Regions from separate parts of the Gasterosteus aculeatus genome. Here region 2 is linked to region 1. Evidence: chromatin contacts called from public Hi-C data. All regions are on one chromosome and are shown on one strand. The core of a region is the stretch at or near the end of the contact, and the rest is flanking DNA. Distances in the headings are between cores, read along the strand shown. Region 1 holds the start of neil3 (nei-like DNA glycosylase 3). Region 2 holds the start of gask1b (golgi associated kinase 1B).

The links. A called contact is a pair of places that touch in the nucleus more often than the background predicts.
Region 2: a Hi-C map of whole body shows a contact between it and region 1, with 2.5 times the contacts expected there. The contact joins the promoter of gask1b here to the promoter of neil3 in region 1. A contact is called at or near these places in 2 of 6 Hi-C or Micro-C datasets (skeletal muscle and whole body).

What each region holds. Positions count from the first base shown.
Region 1 is chr4:2,231,828-2,235,485 of fGasAcu3.hap1.1, forward strand. neil3 (nei-like DNA glycosylase 3) reads right to left here and starts at 2,347. Exons shown (of 10, transcript XM_040174626.2): 1 at 1,643-2,347; 2 at 1,445-1,554; 3 at 245-379; 4 at 1-140. The coding sequence starts at 1,747.
Region 2 is chr4:2,387,281-2,390,612 of fGasAcu3.hap1.1, forward strand. It overlaps gask1b (golgi associated kinase 1B), which reads right to left and starts at 1,737. Exons shown (of 4, transcript XM_040175222.2): 1 at 765-1,737; 2 at 122-339. The coding sequence starts at 1,647. It overlaps tmem144b (transmembrane protein 144b), which reads left to right and starts at 2,795. Exons shown (of 12, transcript XM_040172603.2): 1 at 2,795-2,984; 2 at 3,105-3,272. The coding sequence starts at 2,894.

The sequences.
Region 1 (3,658 bases), core at 1,097-3,596:
CCTGGTCGAGGAGGACGTCGCACAGCATCCTGCCGCCCCGCCTCCTCACCGCCGCCACCGAGCGCGAGAAGCTGAACTTGGGGGAGCACACGTCCAGACTCTCCAAGGCCCTCACCCGGTGCTCGCAGTCCTCCGTCGACCTGCGGACACGGACGTTTTTTTTTTCAAGCAGCGGTGGGCGCCGTCACTGTGGGACACGCCCACCGAATGAGACTCGGGCTCCACGCCGGTGTCCCCCCGTTACCTTATTTCCACCGTGCTGTCAAAGAAGCACACGGTGTCGTTAGTCAGGTGTATTTGCAGCACCGGCGTGCGGCCGGTCCTCTCCTTCCTCTCGGCGGGGTTTATGCGCATCGATCCATTCATCCCGAAATGGACCCTAAAGGAAAGAAAACGAAGGGAAGAAAAGGCAACTCAGCAGGTCTCATTTTGCACTGAGGACTAAACACAACGACACAAAGGAGGCCCGGCAGTCGGAGACAGAAACGACTCAGACTATACACACAATGGTTTTTGAGTCACTGGATTAACCAAAAACAGACGAGTCTCACTTCTCAACTGAGTAACCTTAGTCTGTGTTATTAGTCGGTGATATTCGGAGCCATTTGGCCCGATCACACGACCTCCCTTTCCTCCACACAGATGGATCGACCACGATGAACCGATTCCTCCGTCTAGTTCTGTCACCGCCTCCTGCTGCCGACTGATGACCACCTTCCACACAATCTAACTAGTATACCAACTAGTATACCGAGTAGTATACTAGTCCACCTTCCACACAATCTAACTAGTATACCAACTAGTATACTAGTCCTGATCCTCACCACCTTCCACACAATCTAACTAGTATACCAACTAGTATACTAGTCCACCTTCCACACAATCTAACTAGTATACAAACTAATATACCGAGTAGTAAACTAGTCCTGATCCTCACCACCTTCCACACAATCTGGTACACCACACAAACTAGTATACCAACTAGTCCACCTTCCACACAATCTAACTAGTATACCAACTAGTATACCGAGTAGTATACTAGTCCTGATCCTCACCACCTTCCACACAATCTAACTAGTATACCAACTAGTATACTAGTCCTGATCCTCACCACTTTCCACACAATCTAACTAGTATACCAACTAGTACACCGAGTAGTATACTAGTCCACCTTCCACACAATCTAACTAGTATACCAACTAGTATACCGAGTAGTATACTAGTCCTGATCCTCACCACCTTCCGCCTGGATCCTTTACTGACAATCTAACTGGTATCCTAACTAGTATACCGAGTAGTATCCTTTACTAAGAATCTAACTAGTATACTACCTACCTAACTAGCTAGCATATCAACTAGTCAGTGTACTGACTGGTCTAGTAACTAGGATGCTGGCTCGGGTGTTGGAAAGCGCACCAGGTGACAGGGGACGTGAATCCGTTACCTCAACGATCGGGGACCGAAGTGCATGAAGAGCTCCTTGCCCACCGTGTGCACACCGGTGTACGGACACCCGACGAAGCCGCGGAAGGCGTTGCCCGCCGGGTTGTTCGTCTGTGGGGAGAACGGGGAGGGTGAAGTGCTCGTCGGTAGAAGGGGAACACGAACCCGCGGGTGTGATGGTGTCGTCACGTTAACTCACGGTGGATGTGGTCAAACTGCCGCTGCTTTCCTTCCATTTCTGCCCCGTCTGGACTCTGGAGCGGATCTTCTCTCCGTTCAACGTGCAGCCCGGACCTTCAACCATCTTCCAGGTCAGACTTTGTATCTCATTACGCGGTAAAAAAAAAGAGAAAAGAAAACTGTCCCGGTCGGCTTGAAAAATGAAGGTTTGTTGTCGCTTCGATTCACCGCCAATTATTCAATTTCCGCGCATGCGCTGTGCGCTTTGTTTCCGGAAGTAACGTTAGGCGTCACGTGCATACGTCCTGACAAGTCCAGACGGAGACATTTCCATTATATTACAGCCCTGCGTAATTGGGAAGGATAAAGAAACTGGGGAGGAAATCAAAATAAATAGAGTCATAGTGAAAAAAGGAGGGAGAGAAGCATGAGAGATTCAGATGAAATAGAAGTTGGTGCCGTCAAATGACTTTCTGGCTGAATGTCAAGGACTGGGTTTTCCACAATCTGCTCCAACTAAATTCGGACAAAACTGGGATAATTCAGGGAGAAGAAAAGCTTGAATGACTTCAGTCTGTCCTTCTCTGTTTTTACCGCATGCAGCCCTCATCTCGTTGTCTCCCTCTCTTAATCTCCCTCTTCCTCTCTGTTCCTGCTCTCTACTCCCTCTTTTTTGTCTCTTCATTCCACAGACCAGGTGTTGGCTGATGTTTTGGGGAAGAGTTACCTTGAGTGACTTGCCTGTGTTCTTCTGGACTTCCGCGTAGGGAAGTAAAGTAGTTTGCAAGTAGGCAAGTAGCTTGGCTTGTACATCGTCATGATCACATAGATGATTAATGATGAATATCTCACTTTGTTCAACACATTTGTCACTTGGTCTGCCATAAAATGGGTTTCAGCAACACTATTTTAAAGTCAAATGTCATGTAATTCTGCGTTGCAGAGCGAGCATTTTCTGTAAACTGATATTTCAGGCTTCCTGGCTTTATTCACGGGGTCAGAACTGCGTTAATCTCCAAAACGTCTGAAGATAAGGCAAAGGGAGGGATGTGAAAGTGTCGCCGTGACTCGGCAGCACTCATCCTGAAGAGCCTCACGGGCAAAGCTGAGGGACGACAGACTTGTAGAGACAAGTCGCCGACTTACATTTGTAGCAGCTTTAATCGATGGTGTCATGGGTAAAATGTAAGAAATTGACATTTGAACAGAAAGACTCGCTCATTTCCTTCCTCTTCTCTTTTCTTCATCCCTCGTGTTTAGTGGCTTTGTGATTAGTTAAAACACGGGATTAAATAAGTAATATGCGATAGATGCAAATGCAAAGTAAGTTTACAACAATGCTGATGTGACCAGCTCCAGAGTTCAGCAGTCTCATGGCCTGTGGGGGGAAGCCGTCCCTGAGCCTGGTGGAGGTGGGGGGGGGATGCTGTAGATCTGCCATACGGCATTAGGCAGAACAGTTTGAGCCTGGGGTGGTTTGGAGAGAAAAGGAGAGGTTTTGAGGTGTGTTATTACTACATAAATTAGAGTGGATCAGATAGAACCACCATCAGATAGAACAACCATCCATAGAAGCCTGTGGGGAGGGAGAGCACAGAGACTTTAGGAGAGGGTTATGTTGGTTTACGAGTACAGTAATATGATTAATATCTAAAATAATAATAATGATGATGATGGCAGCAGCAGGCGCCAGCATGGCCACGGCAGGTGTCAGGACCAGGGTCCAGAAGGAACTACGATCTACGGAGACCTGATAGGGGAGAAAGCACAAAAAAACTCCCGGAAAGAAGCTGAATTAGTCATGTGCATTAATAAAACGTGAATTATGGTAGAACGAGAGCGTGAGAGAGGAGCTCGGTGTGTCCTAAGAAGTCCCCCGGCAGTCTAAGCCTATAGCAGCTTAACTAAGGGCCGGTCCGGGCTAACCTGAGCCAGCCCTAACTATAGGCACAATCAAAGAGGAACGTTTAAAGTTTTACTTTGAAAGAGCTGACGGAATCTGCCCCCCGGACTGAAAGTGGAACCTGGTTCCACA
Region 2 (3,332 bases), core at 487-2,986, 150 kb after region 1:
TTAGAAAAGCATTTGTGGAGCAACTGCACAAAGTTAAACAGAAGGACAGGAAAGTTGCTGAAGTACTTTTGAAGTGTTGAATTGATGAATCGGTCTTTCATTTTGAAGCAGCCTCCGTTACCTGCAGCAGGAAGTCGAACAGAGCCAGTTTGCTCCACTCGAGGTGATGAACTGGGAGGCAGCCGGAGTCCGACTTTGGGCGGATGTTTTTATGCCAGCATCTCTGCTTCAGGGAGCGCTGGTACTCGGCCCACGTTAACCTCCCGGTGGGCCGGCCGGCAGCACGGCCTTCTGGGAGGAGGGATGCGTCCCACGACCCCACTGGACAGGGCTGGCCGTCTGCAGAGGGCAGATAGACTTGTTTCATCCAGGAAAAGCTTACAGAGCAATTCATGATCCGTCAGTAGAAAGAAAGAAGTTTAACACCTTAAACTTCTGCCATGGAAATATGTTTGGCTTTGCATATTTCTTTACTGACTCATATTTTAGACTACTGACAAGCGTCCAGCACATGCTGTTGGATCTTCAGGGTCATTCTCTCTCACCACAGACTCCCCAGCACTTCTTTTAAAGGATGTTTCTTTTAATTTGTCCCTGGAATTGAGACTCAAGGGTAATAACACCTTTTATACAAGTCTACATTTCAATGGCTTTATTTGCAAAATGCATTAAAGACATTAGAAAGTGACATTTATTCTCCTCAGATATCTCTGTGCTTCAGTCAGCAGATAAGGCACTCGCTCCTGGTGTCTGTGTGGACGTACCATGTAAGAAGTCGAACCGTCTGCTCACGGCTGGCAATGTCCTGTTGAACCCGAGCACCCTGTCCAGATGGAAGGCAAAGACCTGCGTGGTGTCCACGGGGCTGCTGATGACTCCACACTCCCCTCCACACACGCTGCTCCGCGGTGCAACCCGTTTCAGGTCGCTCCCTGAAACGCTCCCCTCGCCCTCGAAGACCAGAAGTGACGGAGAGTCTCCGCGAGAAACTTCTTTGACGCGCAAAACTTTGGCATCCGCCAGAAAGCGCATGGCCTCCACGTCCCGTGCGCTGAGCCAGGGCGGCGCCTTCTGGCTGTATATCCGTATAGAGCTGACGGGAGAGTCTGCCTGTGCGTGCGTGAGAGGTGCATGAATTACCTCCAAGGATTTGCGAAACACATCCCCGGTTTCTCCCCGCGAGGTGTTGGAGGCAAAGTGGCGCGTATTTGGGCCTGGGTCCCTCTCCAAAGGGCCGAGTTTGCTCCGCGTAAAATGAGCATATTGTTCATCTTGATTCCTCCTCACTTTTCTCCTCAGTTTGGGTCTGATTGTACCCCGGATGTGTGCCGGTTTTACGCGCTTGGACTTCAGCGTTATGTAGACCACGTTGGAGCGTGTCGGGAGCGCAAAACTCGCTCCGATCTTAAAATCCTCAGAGGCTGTAACATCCAGATTATACAATCCACGGGTGTGCCGGTACTTCTCTCTCCCGGTGCTTCCGTGCCGGAGCTTCCCGGAGTGTCCGAGGTGTGAAACCACCACCAACAAATAAAGCGCGCACGCGCTCGCGATGATCAAAGTCCTGTGGGAAAGAGCGCATCTCCGGAAGCTACTGCTCAGTCTCACACAAGGGAGTAACAGCCAGTGAAAAAGAGACTCCCCCATTAGAATTTATGTTATTTTCATGGTTGGCAGTCTTTGTTGAGTGAAACCCAAACCTGGGAGGAGCGCGGAGCTCCCAGAACTCCTTTTGGATGGGAGGGCGCGTTTAGGGGATGGACAGAAAGCTGTTCTCATGTCTTATCCGTACAATCAATGGCAACATATACGGCATGTTGTTTTTTGCATCAGCCTAAAAACGATAACAAATGAAGGAAGTTATTAAAAAGTACCAAATCAAGTTACTATAAACACATTTTTACATAATCACAATCTTAACAAAAGCGGATAATTGTCTAACGCACATTTGACGTAACGGTGATATTGTTTGTTTACATCAAAATACAGAGCTTTTATGCCATTATTGAAATTTGAAGTGCACAGAATATTTGGGCATGAACGCGTTTCAGGCGACATCTGCTGGTACTTTATTCTAAATGCGGACTACAAAATGTGAAAAGGAAACAGTTAAAAGATGGAAACTAATATTTCCTCTTGAGTGCTGGAAGTGAAGGATGGATGTTTCCATTACAGGATTTCCTGACCCAAATAACAACGCTTCTAAAAATAAACGATGGTGTAAACAGATAAGCGCTGTCAGGCTAACTAGTCTTTAGACATGCAAAGCTGCAGGAAGTATCCAGTCTCATTGTGTAAAAATACTAAATAATTTATTTAAAGGAGCCATTTAATTAACAGTATGCAGAATGTCCAATTACACAGACATAATATGTAGCCTACGTCATATGAGTGGACTATACATGTTGATGCGTTAATGTGAGGTTGGTAAAATAAAGCCTTGTTCTGTATGTGCTGCAGGTTAGATCTACATTTTAATCTCTACTTCAAATTAAGCAAAATTAAGCATTATGCAAGTTTCTTAAAATTCCTCTTTAGAACAGTACTTAATGCACATAGCCGCCTTCCACTATTTTATATATTATAAATATTTACTATATATTGGGATTATTACTTATTTTTATATTTATCTAAAATACATGTTGGAATTTTTCAGCATCTCATCACATTTAATATTATACCCTCATTAGACCCACAACCTCTGATGCATTTCCATGACTCCCGCTCCCGGTTATCCTGTCTCCACTGCAGCGTTACGCGTCAGATTGAGTGATTGGATAATTGGCGGCACCTGGCCGAGTGTCACTCCCCCCCCCCCCCACTGCTGACACCCTGGAGCTGCTTTTAACACTGTGCACCAGCCACCTTGCACAAAACAAACATTTATTTTAATATGCATGACGCAAAATGCCCACCTCTGCTTTTATTTGTTACCACGCTGCTGGTGGTGAGCTGCCATCGCGCTGAACCTTCTGCTGATGAAGGTAGGGGATCATTTGGGTGTGTGTGTGTGTGTGTGAGTGGGAAGCTAACACACTGCAGCTGGTGTGTTAGCCAAAACCAACAACACTGGAATTTTTTTGTTTTGCTTTTAAATTTTCCAGGTGTGAAACTGGGTGAAAATGCCGGTGTTGGCGACTTGGAAACATTTGAGTTCCGCATCAACTCCACCAACATGACTAATCTGGGCTACGGAATTGCTGCCAATGTGGTTGCGTCACTGTTGTACGGAAGCAACTTGGTTCCAATAAAAAGAATAGAGACAGGCGATGGTAATCCTACAGCACTCTTAAAGTATATTTATATAGATGTTGACCTTGTGACCTGGTGGT